Linked DNA regions of Mus musculus: all the other regions are linked to region 3. The links are chromatin contacts, called in public Micro-C and promoter capture Hi-C maps. All regions are on one chromosome and are shown on one strand. The core of a region is the stretch at or near the end of the contact, and the rest is flanking DNA. Distances in the headings are between cores, read along the strand shown. Region 1 overlaps Klhl31 (kelch-like 31). Region 2 has its middle 20 kb from the start of Klhl31. Region 3 holds the start of Elovl5 (ELOVL family member 5, elongation of long chain fatty acids (yeast)).

Region 1 (4,595 bases), core at 2,065-4,564, 260 kb after region 3:
GAATAGGGGTAAGCAGGAACCACAGTACAAGCATGTAAAGTTTGCAGTTGCAAAGCGGACTCTGCTTCCCAGGAGCAGCAACTTGGAAATGGATTAAAGACTTTGAAGGGTACAGAACGTATTGCATCTTCTTGCATTTTTGTCCTTAATGGCAGTGCAGGCTATTCTGGGGCTCAAAAATTCACTAGCTTTCATGGACCATATCCTATCAACCTCAGTGCACCAAGACGTGGTAAGCCCAGCTGTGTATATTTTCTGAGTCTTCAGATTAACAACACAGAACATAAGTGATTGCAATTTACCCAGGGGCTGTAATCGGGCTGTGCTTTGCCTCTGGAAAGCAACCTCGTGGGCTTTACATCCTACCTTACCAGCTCCAACTGAGGTCCCTCTATTTTCTGTCTCTCTCCGCATGTTTTAAATCCTAAAATGTTACAACGAGTTGACTTTTATTTCATTCACAGCCCTAGGTCCTTCTTTTCACACACCTCTACATTCTCTATTGAGGCACAGCTATTAGTGCACATAAATGAATTACATCAGTCTATTCAATTATTTGTAGCCCCCAATGAAGCACCCTTTTCTCTCTCAAAATTACCCATATACTGTAGGCATAAATTGCAGAGGTGTGTCTATACTGCCCTGATAAGATGTGATGGCTGCCCTAGCAAGTCGTGGCCAAATGATCCCCAAAATATTTGCTCAGAGTTTTGTTTTCCAGCCTGCACAGTCATGGAGGCAAAAGAGCAGGTGTCTTTAGGTTTTCCCTGCAATTGATGGAACTCCTCTTTCTCTCTGTATCTTTGTGCTAATGGTGTCTTACTTATTTACAGTGTTTATAGTCTGTTCCTCTGTTCCTGAGCATCACTGTTGAATACCCCAAACAGAACTTTTTGTAAGGGGTGATGAGGAAGGTTATCTCAAGAATGTTTTATTTGAACCACTTTTCACAGTTGGAATAAGATGTAGCCATCCCTCAGTGTCCTTGGGAGACTGGAACCAGGACATGCCCCATCCCCTGCTGGGATACAGTGTCTGTGACACTCACGTCCCATCTACAAAGTGGCATGTACTATTTACATACACCCTGCTCACATCTTCTTCTATAAGTTATATTGTTTCTAGGGTATTATAATATCTAATACAATGCAATTGCTATGCAAACTGTTGTGCTGTATTGCTGGGGGGGGGGAGAAAATATTTGGTACATGTTTGCTATGCAATTTTTTTTTCAAATATCTTCATCTTGGGTCTAGCTGCACCTACAGATGTGTTAACCCACAGACAAGGGGACTGGGCTTTAGACATGACCATGACAGCTACAACACACATGTAATAGGAAAGGCTGGGATTGGTAATAACCAAGATACAGTTCCAGATGCCTCTCCATCCCTCCAAATTCTCTAGTTGTACAGAAGGCATGGATGATAGGCATTTCCTTCCCCAAACAAATATACTATGAAGATAAACTGATATATTAAAGGAAAATATCCATCATTTACTACAGTTCTTCCCCTTTCTTCCAAACTTGGCAGATAACTCAAGGAAATGGTAGCAGGAAAATACACGTTGCAAGGCAGGATGACATAAGCCTTTAATTTCAGCACTCGGGAGGCAGAGACAGATCTTACTGAGTCTGAGACCAGCTTGGTCTACCTAAATGAGTTCTAGGGCAGCCAGAGCTACATAGTGAGACCCTGTCTAAAAAAAAAAAGAAAAGAAAAGAAAAAGGAAAAAAGAAAAAGAAAGAAGAGAAAAGAAAAGAAAAGAAAAGGAAAGAAAAGAAAAGAAGAGAAAAGAAAAGAAAAGATCCAACCAACCAACCAAATAGATACAGTTTGATTTGCAAAGTGGTATTAACAAAAGTAAATCATAAAGAGCATTATTTTGGGGGTTAATATTTTAAGTTAGCTATCAGCACTCCTCAGTGAGGAACCCATCTATTCATCTGGTAATTGCCAAGTCCGAGAACCCCAAATATTTCCTTCATCATCTCCACGTGAACGAGGGGTCAGTAAAATTACTGCTATTGGCTGTACAGCCAAAGGCTAAGCTGCAGTTAATGATATTCATCCAAGAACATAGTGTGATTTGGTGATTATTCGGGCTAATGTTAGAGGCAATTTGACCATACCTGAGTAAGATAAAGCTGTACCCGATGGTACACGCCTGTAATTCCAGCCTACTGGGGATGCTGAAGCAGGAGGAGCAGCCTGGCAACCTAGTAAAATCCTACTTTAAAATAAGAAAGAGGGCTGTGAGTGGTGGCACACACCTTTAATCCCATCACTCAGGAGGCACTGGGAGTTTGAGGCTAGCCTGGTCTACTTAATGAAACCATGTCTCAAATATTAAAATAAAGCGAAGACTGGATATGTAGTTAGCTCCCGGGTAGAGTACTAGTGTGTACCAGGCCCATCCAGAAAAAAGGAAAAAAAAAAAAAAAAAAAAAAAAGAAAAAAAAAACAACTCTGTCCATATAAGGATTAGAGATACAAGTGGAAATATTTCTAAGAAAAATGCCAAATGATTTGAATTTACACTATAAATTAAATGACAGGAAACTGTTCCTTTTCTGAGAGTAGGATTTTATGTTAGAAAATGGCAGAAGCTTCAAGGACAGAATGAGGGGGTATACACCGTTAACCCCAAACTGCCACCTTGTCGTTTCCTAGGTAGAATGTATAGCTTTCCAGCCACATCCTGTTAAAAGCTTTGTGGCTATGTCATGAGATCTTTTTAAAAGTTCTTTCCAGTCAAGTAGGGACAAAGAATAATTTTCTGTTGAAATATAGAATTAAATCTTTATAGATGTAGACTATTTTCATTTGCAAATGTGAAGTGGGTATTTTCAACTTCCTTCAAAGAAACAGAGAGGAAAATACTCCTTTGGATAGGAAATTGTATAGACGAGTAGGTTTCACGTGTACACCGTGGGAAAATCTCAGCGTGTGTGTAACTGCTATGAATTTAGGAAGCGAGCCTCCTTGCAAGAGTGCCTGTAACAAACTCTAGTGGCCACCCAGTGGCTGCATAATGAAATTGCTTCTTTTGTTGGCTACAGCCCTTTATTATTTTTTTTTTTTTGGAGGGAAAGACTGAGGTAGATGGTGCTAAACTAAGAATTTAAAGCGGTCCAGGCACTCCTCTGGATCGATTTGAACCACCGTCACTGTAGTAAATGGTGTATATTTTCCTGGTGGCCCACTCACAGTTTGACCACATTGGGAAGCAATGCGTTCAGATACTGACCGGCACGGAGGACACCGAGCTGGCCCGTGACTCTCGGGACACGCTGTTGGGCATGGCCAGCGTGCAGCAGGACACGCCCACGGTGGCCTCGGGCAGCTCGTCGTCCTCCGTCCACTCGTTGAGCTCGGGGTTGAAGCACTGGATGCATTTCTTGTACTTCTTCTCGCCCTCGTTCCAGCCGCCCAGCAGGTAGGCTCGCCCGTGCAGCGCCGAGACACCCGCCGTGCTCACGCCCACGGGCAGCGGCGCCACGAAGCTCCACTGGCGCGCTGCGGGACTGAAGCTCTCCACCGTGAGCACGTCCACGCGCTCCCCGCGCGGCCCCAGCTGGCTGCCCCCCATCACGTACAGCCTGTCGCCCAGCGCCACCGCGCAGTGCCAGCCTCGGGGCGTGCTCAGCTGGGGCAGCTCCTGCCACGCGTCGAGCGCGGGGTCGTAGGCGCACACGGAGCGCGAGTACGCACTGCCGATGTAGCCGCCGGTCACGATCACGCGGCCGTCGGCCACGGCGCTGGCGTGGCAGCAGCGCGCCACCTCGAGCGGCGCTTTGGGCTGCCATTGGTTGGTGGAGGGCACGTAGCACTCCAGCGAAGCCAGGCTGCCCTCGGAGTTACGGCCGCCCACCGCGTACAGCAGCCCGTTGAACACGCTCAGGCTGAAGTGCGTGCGCTTCTGGTTCATGCTGCCCAAGTGAATCCAGGTGTTGAAGCGGGGATCGTACCTGAGATGAGAGAACCGTTGTTGCAGAAGAGGGAATCGTGATCTTGTCCCCACCTCCTGCAGGGAAGAGCCCCAATTCAGCCCCGCCTCTAACTTCCCCACCCTGCTACAGGTAGGGTTCTGCCTCCCCCCACCCCACCCCGTCTCATTTAGAAAAAAAAAAGGGGGATACTCCCCTCTCTCCCCATTCAGAAGATAGTTCCTTTAGCTATACCCTCAAACAACCAAACCAAATAACAAGAAGATCCCACCGAAATCTCTTCGCTCTTACAATTCCCCCCACCCCGTTCTGTCCCCGGATTTAATGGGCCACAGGAGAGGAACTGGGCGTAAGAGGGAACCTGTACATTAAAGGCAATTCCCTAGTCATCTTAATTTCTGACTCCGTCCTGTAAACAAAAATAGCAATGATACTTGTCCTGTTTTTTGGTTTTTTTGTTTTTTGTTTTTTTACTTTCTTAGTTTGTGCCTATCCTATTATTTTATGTGATATTATCTTATTAAATGTATAAAAATGTTAAATTAAAAAAAGGTAATTCTACTCATTTTTCAGACACCAATATCCCTAGCTCTTAATAGGCATTGCCTGATTAGATTTCTTCTCTTAAAAGGTTCTCACTGGC
Region 2 (4,398 bases), core at 881-3,380, 300 kb after region 3:
TGAGACTAAAGGAAGGACCATCCAGAGACTGCTCCACCTGGGGATCCATCCCATAAACAACCACCAAACCCAGACACTACTGCATATTTCCAGCAAGATTTTGCTGACAGGACCCTGATATAGCTATCTCTTGTGAGGCTATGCCAGTGCCTGGCATATACAGAAGTGGATGCTCACAGTCATCTATTGGATGGAACACAGGGCCCCCAATGAAGGAGCTAGAGAAAGTACCCAAGGAGCTAAAGGGGTCTGCAACCCTATAGGAGGAACAACAATATGAACTAACCAGTATCCCCCAGAGCTTGTGTCTCTAGTTGCATATGTAGCAGAGGATGGCCTAGTCGGCCATCAATGGGATAAGAGGCCTTTGTCTGTGAAGATTATATACTCCAGTACAGGGGAATGCCAGGGTCAGGAAGTGAGAGTGGGTGGGTAAGGAAGCAGGGTGGGGGTAGGGTATAGGGGACTTTTGGGATAGCATTTGAAATATAAATGAAGAAAATATTTCATAAAAATATAAATATAGTGCAATTTCAAAGAAAAAAAGATATACTAACAAAACTACTGGAAAGGATTATGAAAATAGTATTTAATTAAATGAATCAATTAAACAAGATACCTCTAGAGATCTTGCTGTTTACAGATCTGTTTGGGAGTCACAAATCACTGTCTGGGCAACCGTGTTAAGCAATGTGATCTTGCAACATTGCAGTTTGGACAGGGTGATGCTTATGCCTGCAAGTGATACAGTCATATAATATCCTCATGTGGTATGATGCATTATTAGCTTCCAGACGTGCAAATCTGACTCTCAAATGTTGTTTCAGTGTGTTTCCATGCAGTGTTAGGATTGACCCAGGGCTATCAGCAAACATACTAAAGCAAACACAGCCTTGTTAATGTCAGAGGACTCAACAGGGTTTATAGATAGTGCTAAATTACCCCAAAGATTCAGGAACATGCGTCCTGCCTGCTTCCAATATGAATCTAACTAGGGAGCAGGATAGATTAACTTTTATGCATGTTTCCTTATTTATGTACTGGAGATAATGATAGTATTACCCCATCAGGCTCTTTAGAGGGTACACAAATCAATTTTCTCATGTAATAATATTGGGACTTACCGCCTGTAACTGAGCAGGATCTAACTCTTTATCTCCTCTTGACCTAAGTGTCCTTGTGTTGGTGAAACCATGCATCTTTCTTCCTGTGACCTGAACACAGCCATGCAATTCTCTGCTTCCATGCTTCCAAGTCTCCCTACCAGGTCCTCTCTGTACACACCAAATTCTCTCCACTATCAAGCGCTTGTTGGGATACCTCCAAGGCACCACACACACACATACACACACACACACACACACACACTCCCAGGCGTGGTCATTGGTCCTTTGGAATAACTCCCATGTCGTTATTATCTGCTCCTCTCCTTCAGCACTTCATCCTGCTTATGCTATAAGTACAGCTTCTGTTTTCTGGGCCGCTTTGTGAGCCCTGTCGGGGGAGGGTCATGTTCTAGTCACACCGTACTCCTGGTTGCTTGTCCCCAGATGTTGCTTCATAAACATTTCATGAGAAATGTGGTGTTAGCCTTGAAGGTTTTAAAGTAGCTAAAAGAGTGATAAAAACTGACATTATGGATTGACTTAAGCAACACTGATATAATAAACACTACTGTTTTTCAACAATATAAGTAATTATTACATTTCTATACAGTATTGTTCAGAGTAGTAGAAGGATGGAAACATCAGTAAATATATAATTTATTTAAGTTTTTGGCACAATGTCTTTTTATGTAGCCCATGTTGGCTGACTTTGCTATGTAGCCAAGGCCTGGCCCTCAGCCTTCTGCATGCTCTGACTGTGGGCCTGGGCCACCACTCTCAGTCTAGTAAACTGTCTTTAGTTTCTCTTCTGGTCATCCCTACTTATAGTTCATGACAAGCATTGTCTAAAAATATTCACTACAGGTACTCCTGAATGGATGATCTGACCTAGAACAGATGGTGGCTCTCAGGAGGGGGACAGTAAGTAGAAAGCAAGATTTTTACTCTGCCCGACACACCCAGAGTAACTAACAAGACCACAAACCTGACAGTGCTTTCACTGATCCCTGCTGAGAACACACCAAGATGAAGGTGTGAAGTAAGGAACTGGCAATAAACTCAGGAAAGACGCACTACACTTGAACTGTGCATCTGGTACCTCCGTGTTCTTCAGGGAAGACTACAACCTTAAGTCAGGGCCTTTAGCTCACTGCTCCAAATCAACATCACAATCAGTGTGAGATCACCAACAGCGAGGAGACACATGGATGAGTTCAGCATTTGAAAAGCCAGCCCCTGACATCACTGAGGGGTGAGTCTAAGGTATTTTAATATAACCTGAGGTCACATTATGTAAAACAGATTCTCAACGCTTGAGTTACTCTTGGGGAGAAATGTGGTGAGCTTAAAGACTTTTAAGCTGAGGTTAAAAATTAGCTTAGCATGGACTCTGACAAGATGTTCCTATCACTTATAAAGCAAGAAGCCATGAAGACTTATCTTCCTGACTCCAGAGCCGCTACTTCCCTCTATTCTGCAACTTAGAAACTCAAGCTGGGGTGTGCGGGTGTGGTATACAGACACAGGTAGCTGAATTGAATTCACACAAGGGAAACATAGGCTGCCTCCCATTCTCCTCTGCAGCCTTCTATCTAACTGGTATTTAAGTTTAATCCACCGAGTCTCCGACTAGAAAAGAAGAAATAAACTTTTTGATTTTTGGATATCCCTGAGGGCCTTGGTAACTATTTCTCTTCTTGTTTTCCTAACGGTGTGGTGTCCTTCACCAGGTTGTTGGCAGGATGAGGTAAAAGTTCTTTAAAATCTTACTGCTGCATAAAATAGTAAATAAAATAGAAAGACATTAAGGTTTTATTTCCTGTCACTCTGGCTGACCCTGCGAACTCCTTAAGAATTCAACCAGCCCTTGAATTCTCTGTGAGGGAAGTCAGGACTATGCAGAAATAAATTCTTCATTTTATTGTCATTGGGATGATCCCTAAACACAGTGCCCTCTTGGCACCCTCTGAGGTCACCTGCTAAGAGCTGTGTAAGAACAGTTCTGAGCTGGTCTCCGAGTCTCTCAAATATATGGGTTTTGTTTTATTTTTCAGGTTCAGATGCACTAAACAGCAGCTCTTGCACCTGTTCTATTGGCCCTGCCCAAAGGAAGGCCACTCTAAAAATAGATCTGAGGGAACAAATGGTTTGCATGGTTGACTATTTTGAGGTACCAAGGGAGAAGGAGTCAAAGCTGAAGTGTATTAGCAAGGGGAATAAGTAGTGTAAGAACTGTGGAGACGTTTGGGGGTTAAATTCATGGCTGTGTGTCACCATAGAGACTGGGCTAAACATGCAAGATCGCCAGTAACCCGATGGCTTAAATGTAGCTTTCTTGGGTGGTTTTACATACAGCAAAGTTCTCAGTATCTGAGGGACACAATTTAAATCTCTTTCAGAATAGACCAGAGTTTTAAAAATAGGGTCAGTGTCCAAGTTTTTGGACTCACCTGAAAACATTTGGTTCCTGAGACTCTGTTGATTAGCACAGTACAATCTGACTCCTAGCCCAGGCTGTAATACAACCCTGGCTGTGTTTATGAGCCCACAATCCAATGTCTTACCTAGGAGTTTCCACCTTCAGTGGGCTCTAATGGCTTCCCTTTTGCTTGGTAGCTGGTATGAACTAAATAAGAGGGAATTAAATTGATGCCAGTCGAACACAATCCCTATGAGTGGAACTCCCCAGTGCTCATATATTTTTTTCAGCTTTAATGAATTCATTTTAAGGTTTTGTGCAAGCATATATTATATGTTGAGCACATTCCTTTCTAAATTTCCTGTTTCAGTCACTCTTCTATTGCTGGGAAGAGACACCATGACCAAGGACCAAGGAAACTATTATAAAAGAAAGCATTTAATAGGGGCCTTGCTTACAGTATCAGAGGTTTAACGCATTATCATCATAGAGGGAAGCATGGTGGCATGCACTGTGCTAGAGCAGCAGCCGAGAGCTGTAACCTGATTGGTTTTGTGTGTGTGTGTGTGTGTGTGTGTGTGTGCATGTATGTAAGAGAGAGACAGAGACATACAGAGATAGAGACAGAAATAGAGACAGATAGACAGACAGGCTCTGGGCTTTTGGAACCTCAAAGCCCACCCCTGGTCACACCCTTCCTTCAACAAGGCCACATCTCCCAATCCTTCTAATCCTTTCAAATAGTGTCAAGCTCTGTTGACAAAGTTTTCAAATATTTAAGCCTATGGGGGGGGGCATTCCTTTTCAAACCTCCACATCCTCTAACCCAGGTCCCCTCTCCACTTCCCACTAGTCCCTTTGTATCCTTTGATA
Region 3 (5,081 bases), core at 1,550-4,049:
ACAATACCATAGACCACTTCCTCTCAGTTACCTGTCTTTTCCTGCATGCATTCCCATTCAGAGGCCATTCACATGGCTGCTTTCCCCCATGCCTCGTTTCTGTTTTTCCTGCCTCAGAGAGTTGAACCCAGAAGTTCACACGTGCTGAGTTTGGTTTAAGATGGTTCAGCACATGGTTAGAGTATTTTAAGTTAGCAAATAGCACAATTACATAAATGACATGTAGCTGACTAGACAAACAATCCAACAACAGACAGATGTAGTGAGAAGCTGGAATCCTGGAGATAAGGCTGTGTGTTTTTCAGAAAGTCAACATCTCTGGGCCTTAGCTCCAGGTTTGTTTGTTTGTTTGTTTGTTTGGGTGATTTGAGACAAGGTTTCTCTGTGCAGCCCTAGCCCTGGAACTAGCTCTGTAGATCATGCTGGCCTTGAACTCATAGAGATCTGCCTGCCTCTGCCTCCTGAGTGCTGGGACTAAAGGCAGGTGCTACTATCACCTGGCTGCTAGTTCCAGGTTTTTTAACAAAAAGATGGGTAATGGGACTCCCTAGAGGACCCTGGTTTGTGGAAAGAAACACTTAGCAAATCTGTTCTTAGCATCAGTTCATGACGCAGGATTGAAGGAGCTCAGTGGCAGTGTTTACTCAGCACGTGTGAACTTCTGGGTTCAGCTCTCTGCAGCAGGAAAAACAGAAACAAGGCATGGGGAAAGCAGCCATGTGAATGGCCTCTGAATGGGAACGCATGCAGGAAAAGACAGGCAACTGAGAGGAAGTGGTCTATGATATTGTGAATTGGCAGGCAAAAGTAGAATACACACACACACACCTCACACACACACACCCCTGGGAAGGTTAGTGTGTGTCAGAGTTTTTTTGTTAGGCAACAAATATGCTCTACTCTGCCATAGTTCCTGGAAGACAAGGCAATTTTGCCTCGATTTGTATGTAGACTTCAAGTTGGAAATCTAGCACAAAGGTGAGTACTTCCCCTCTAACAGCAGCACAAGCAGTAATTAGCGGAACTGCTGGGGGAAAGAATTCTGTGAACAACAGGCATCCAAAGGCTAAGGCTCTGGCCAAGAGAAACACTGTTAATCCCAGGGAAGGAAAAGGAAACATTTATCAAACCACTATTTAGCAGACCCCCTGTTGGGTTCTTCCATTTACAGTCTCTTGAAACCACCTAATAAATAAATCAGTTACATGGGACCCGGCTGGCTGACAAGGAAACCGAGTCAAGTAAGAACTACTTACTAGTTACCTATTTTGAAAAACCCAACACCCATGTTTCCTATTCATGGTTAAGTTTACCCTCCATTCTGTGAAAGTATATAACATTCCTCCTTTCTGTCTTCAGTTCCAAACTGAAAGACAAAAAGAGAATAGAAAAGGAGATGGCCTATGGTGGATGTTCCTGGCACTGACGTTATCAGGAGAAAAATCTCAAAGGAAAGTAGCCCCCCCCCCTTTTTTTTTTTCAAGGTCAGAGCTTTCGCAGAGAAACCCGGCAGTACTGGGACTGACTAGATAAACGATGCACCTGTGCCCAGCCATAGATAAAATCTACGGTGTGCATTCGCATTCATCTAATGCAAAGCTGACTGTATCTGTAGATTTTTGACCCAAATGCTGTGGCCTGAGACTTTGCAAAAGCACAAAGACTTGCAAGTACAAACCAACAGGTTATAACTGCCAAGCGGTTAGAGGAACGAATTACAAAACCAACAGACAACACTGGCCCTCCTGTACAACTGTACAAAACACTTCCTGCCACCAGCCCTGACATTAAAAAAACAGAAAGACAGTCGAGGCTTGGGAGGAGGGCTGCTCGCTCCCCCACAATTTCTTATCAGACTTCTCCCCGGGTATCCTCCAGCTAGGGAGTCATGCGTTGCATTCTTTCAATCGCCCCCTCCCCTTACGAAAATTCATCCAATGCATCCTTCAAATTTGCAATCAAGGCGCCTGGAGATAAGCATAATGTAATCTAGAGCAGGGACGCCAAGTTCAAAGGTGCCGAAGGCTTCAAGATCGTCTAAAAAGAACTCTCTCTGGACCTTACTATCTCCACCTCAAGGATAGGGGAAGGGGAAGGCTTGCTGGCAAGCAAACAATAAAGGACACTTTCCCTAAAACTCTGAGCAGCGCACTTTATGGATTCGCAGACTCCAGGCCGTTACCCGCAGCTATGCGTCCGCGTCTCCACCCTCCCGGGGCAGGCTGGGCTGCAGATACCCGCTGGAGTGGTCGCGGGAAAGCGGGCGTCCCTGGCAGCAGCAAAGGAGAGGAAAGCAGGGAAAGGCCAGCGCGCGGCCCCAAAGCCCGGTACTGCACGGACCCACGCGGACTCCTCCTCGGCAGCCCTTACGGTCGCTCAGAGAAAGCTCGGAGGAAGATCCAAGCGCGCCGCCATCCTTCCCTGCGATCTCCGCGCCTGTCAGTGCGCCAAAGTGGCTGCCACCCACGAACAGGTGCGAAAGCATCCATCCCGGCGGAGCTCCGCTCGGCCCGCGCCCCGCGCTCGCCGGGCCACGGTGCCTGCCGCCCCCCGCCCAACCCGGACCTCACGGCGCCAGCAGCCTGGCCGCACCCCAGTGCCTTGGCACCCGCCAAGTTCCTGAAGCAGGCGGCTCACCTCTCTGCCTGAGCGGCTACGGGGAGCACCGGACGGCAGCAGGACCGCGCGAGCAGGAGGATGTGCAAGCGGGCGCGGGAACAGAAGCAAGCTGCAGCCGCGATGCAAGAGGAAGGCGCCCGGCAGCTTCAACCCCGGCGTGGGCTGACCGTGACGTCACAATGGCGCGGCCAGCCAATCCGAGCCCGGAGGCAGGATCAAGCGCTATGATGTCATGCGGCCTTGGAACCAATCCTGGGGCGATAGAACTTTCGTGATTGTAAATTCCAGAATCAGATGCGGTGAGCAGAGGAAGCCAGGGTTGGTCTCCTGTGGTTCACGTGTCTCGGGGCAGTTTTCTTGCTTCTTCCTAATAAGCCTGCGTGGGACGCAGAGTCTGCGCAATAGCCACAGTGAAGTTCTGGATGCCCTGAACTCTTTCCAACAGCCGGGGGGCAGGGGCAGGCTTGGCGGTGGTTTTTTTGTTTTTGTTTTTGTTTTGGCAGGTGCCCACCCACCTAACGGGTTTCGCCACCATTGTGAAGGGGACCCTTTTCATGGTTTTAGCAAGGGTTCTAAAACCTAGGTGGAGCTGCTGTTGCGCAAATTGAAGCAACAGAAATCACTCAGAACTTTGCAACCGTAATTCTAGGATAGGTTGATCACACACTATTGGGAGTTTTGATATTTCTACTCTACGAAATTATCAGTCTTGTAATGAAATACTGTAATGTCTTTCAGCTGGGCAAATTCAAAGACTTAAAAGGGACGCAGGTACAAACATAAGAGCCTTTCTAGTTTTCGCTGCTGTTTGATAAATCAAGGCCTACAACTCTTACTTCAAACGTTAGAAATGTAACCTTTTGTTGTGCCCCCTTTGCTTTACACCCACTGACACAACACAGCCAAGCAGTCATTCAGTGTAGAAACATTTTTTTTAAATTATAGTAAAATGTTTATTGTATATTCAGCAATGTTCCAGGACCCAGACCACTGTCATAGGAATACGAATATACAAACTATAAACATTAGATAATTTAAACATTCACAAATTGCTGTAGCAATAACAATTAGTTGCCATTCATTTCTATAAACACTGAGTAAGGACCGCCTTCCCCGCAACAGTGCTGAGTGCTAACCATAAGTGCATGTCTGTCTGTCTATACAGGAAGTGTCGTTCAAGTGGCATGTGAGTGGTCATCTGTGCAACCTGGCCTCCTAGCATTCACCGTGTTCATTGTAATTGTCTCGTAGCTTTCACATACCAGGGACCGCTAAGATCTGTAGGCAAGTAATGCACTAAATCTAGCTTGTTTCTCCCCTCAATGGCATTTACAAGGCTCGAGGCATCATCTGCGACAGTTCTTTGTAATCTGGAGTATGACAAGAAGTCCTAACCATTTTTTTTTTTTTTTTGAATGGGTGAAGCATGAACTCAGCGGTGCCATGTTTGATCCCTGTTTCAGCTCCACTTGCCATCCGTGTTCCTCCTGTTCAGGATTCTTAACTCTTCTCTAGGCTATTTACTAGCAAGGCATACTCTTCTCTTCCTAGGGTTCCCAGTGTGTAATTTACATATGCAATCAGAGGCAGGCGGGACCTTCCCTGACACAGCAGCTAAATTTACTCCACTCCACAAGGTGTGAAATGACCAGCCTCATAGCTACCCCCATTTTAGTATCTTTGAATTCAAGTGTAAATCTGCAAGAAACGCACAGAACTTGTATAACCTCCCATCTTAGCTATTTTTTTCCCAAATAAAAAATCCCTATTCAGTGCCAGGCTTACTAAGTGATGGAATGGAAGAGAAGTGCTTTGGGTACCATGAGAACTGGATTCTTGGCCTCAGGAACTATAAGAACCATGAGAAGCTATCCCTGCCATTTTACCTAGCATATGTGATTTGAGATAGTTCTTTAGTAGTGTTCATGTGGTAATATAAAAAAATGTGTTTTTTCTATTAAATAATAATTTTATTCTCTATTTACTTTTAAATTATGGCAGCACCCCCCACCCCAGACACTTTGCTCTTCGTTTTTATCAGTGAGCCTACATCTCCTCTAATACACTTCCAAGTATGTAAGGACTGCTTCAGTATTACTTTTGAGGAAGGAATTATTTAATATCCTGGGCAATTTGTTTTATTGCAATAGCAGCTGCAGTTGAATTAAAAATGCAATTAACAGCTTCATTATAATACCGAATTCTAATGACTGAAGCTGCTACTGTTCGATTTGCATGGCATAATGAAACCTGTCTCTAAAGTGAAAAATCTATGTTAATCTCTGAACATCTCCAAGTTGAGTAGAATCTAGGATGACTGTGGTTTTATACTAAGAATGACACTGTACCATCTGTTGAGGTCTCTTGCTCCCCTTTCTTCTTTTCTTCTTCCTCTTTTTCTTCTTTTTCTCCTGTTTTTTCCAGTCAATGCAGTACTACCTATCAACTTCCCGTCTCAACAG

Evidence for each region. Promoter capture Hi-C pulls out the DNA fragments that hold promoters and counts their contacts. Hi-C and Micro-C count contacts between places; a contact is called where the count stands out from the background.
Region 1: a contact with region 3 is called in a promoter capture Hi-C map of liver. The contact joins the enhancer-like site here to the promoter of Elovl5 in region 3. A contact is called at or near these places in 5 of 39 promoter capture datasets (cranial neural crest, hippocampal neurons, liver and 2 more), 1 of 484 Hi-C or Micro-C datasets (olfactory sensory neurons) and 3 of 115 datasets of contacts at active chromatin or transcription factors (bone marrow-derived macrophages, microglia and pancreatic cancer cells).
Region 2: a contact with region 3 is called in a Micro-C map of embryonic stem cells, with 2.2 times the contacts expected there. The contact joins the enhancer-like site here to the promoter of Elovl5 in region 3. A contact is called at or near these places in 2 of 39 promoter capture datasets (liver and pre-B cells), 3 of 484 Hi-C or Micro-C datasets (all in embryonic stem cells) and 4 of 115 datasets of contacts at active chromatin or transcription factors (embryonic stem cells and neural tube).

What each region holds. Positions count from the first base shown.
Region 1 is chr9:77,654,505-77,659,099 of GRCm38.p6, reverse strand. It overlaps Klhl31 (kelch-like 31), which reads right to left. Exons shown (of 3, transcript NM_172925.2): 3 at 1-3,973. The coding sequence ends at 3,241. Among named protein-coding and RNA genes, the nearest start is that of Klhl31, 20 kb to the right of the region's middle. Within about 2 kb of position 3,314, at least 158 of the 459 cell types and tissues checked have an H3K27ac peak or open chromatin away from gene starts, as enhancers often do. A contact at or near this core is called in bone marrow-derived macrophages, hippocampal neurons and liver, where this site is marked.
Region 2 is chr9:77,614,908-77,619,305 of GRCm38.p6, reverse strand. No RefSeq gene overlaps it. Among named protein-coding and RNA genes, the nearest start is that of Klhl31, 20 kb to the left of the region's middle. Within about 2 kb of position 2,130, at least 19 of the 459 cell types and tissues checked have an H3K27ac peak or open chromatin away from gene starts, as enhancers often do. A contact at or near this core is called in embryonic stem cells, where this site is marked.
Region 3 is chr9:77,915,083-77,920,163 of GRCm38.p6, reverse strand. It overlaps Elovl5 (ELOVL family member 5, elongation of long chain fatty acids (yeast)), which reads right to left and starts at 2,799. Exons shown (of 8, transcript NM_134255.3): 1 at 2,638-2,799.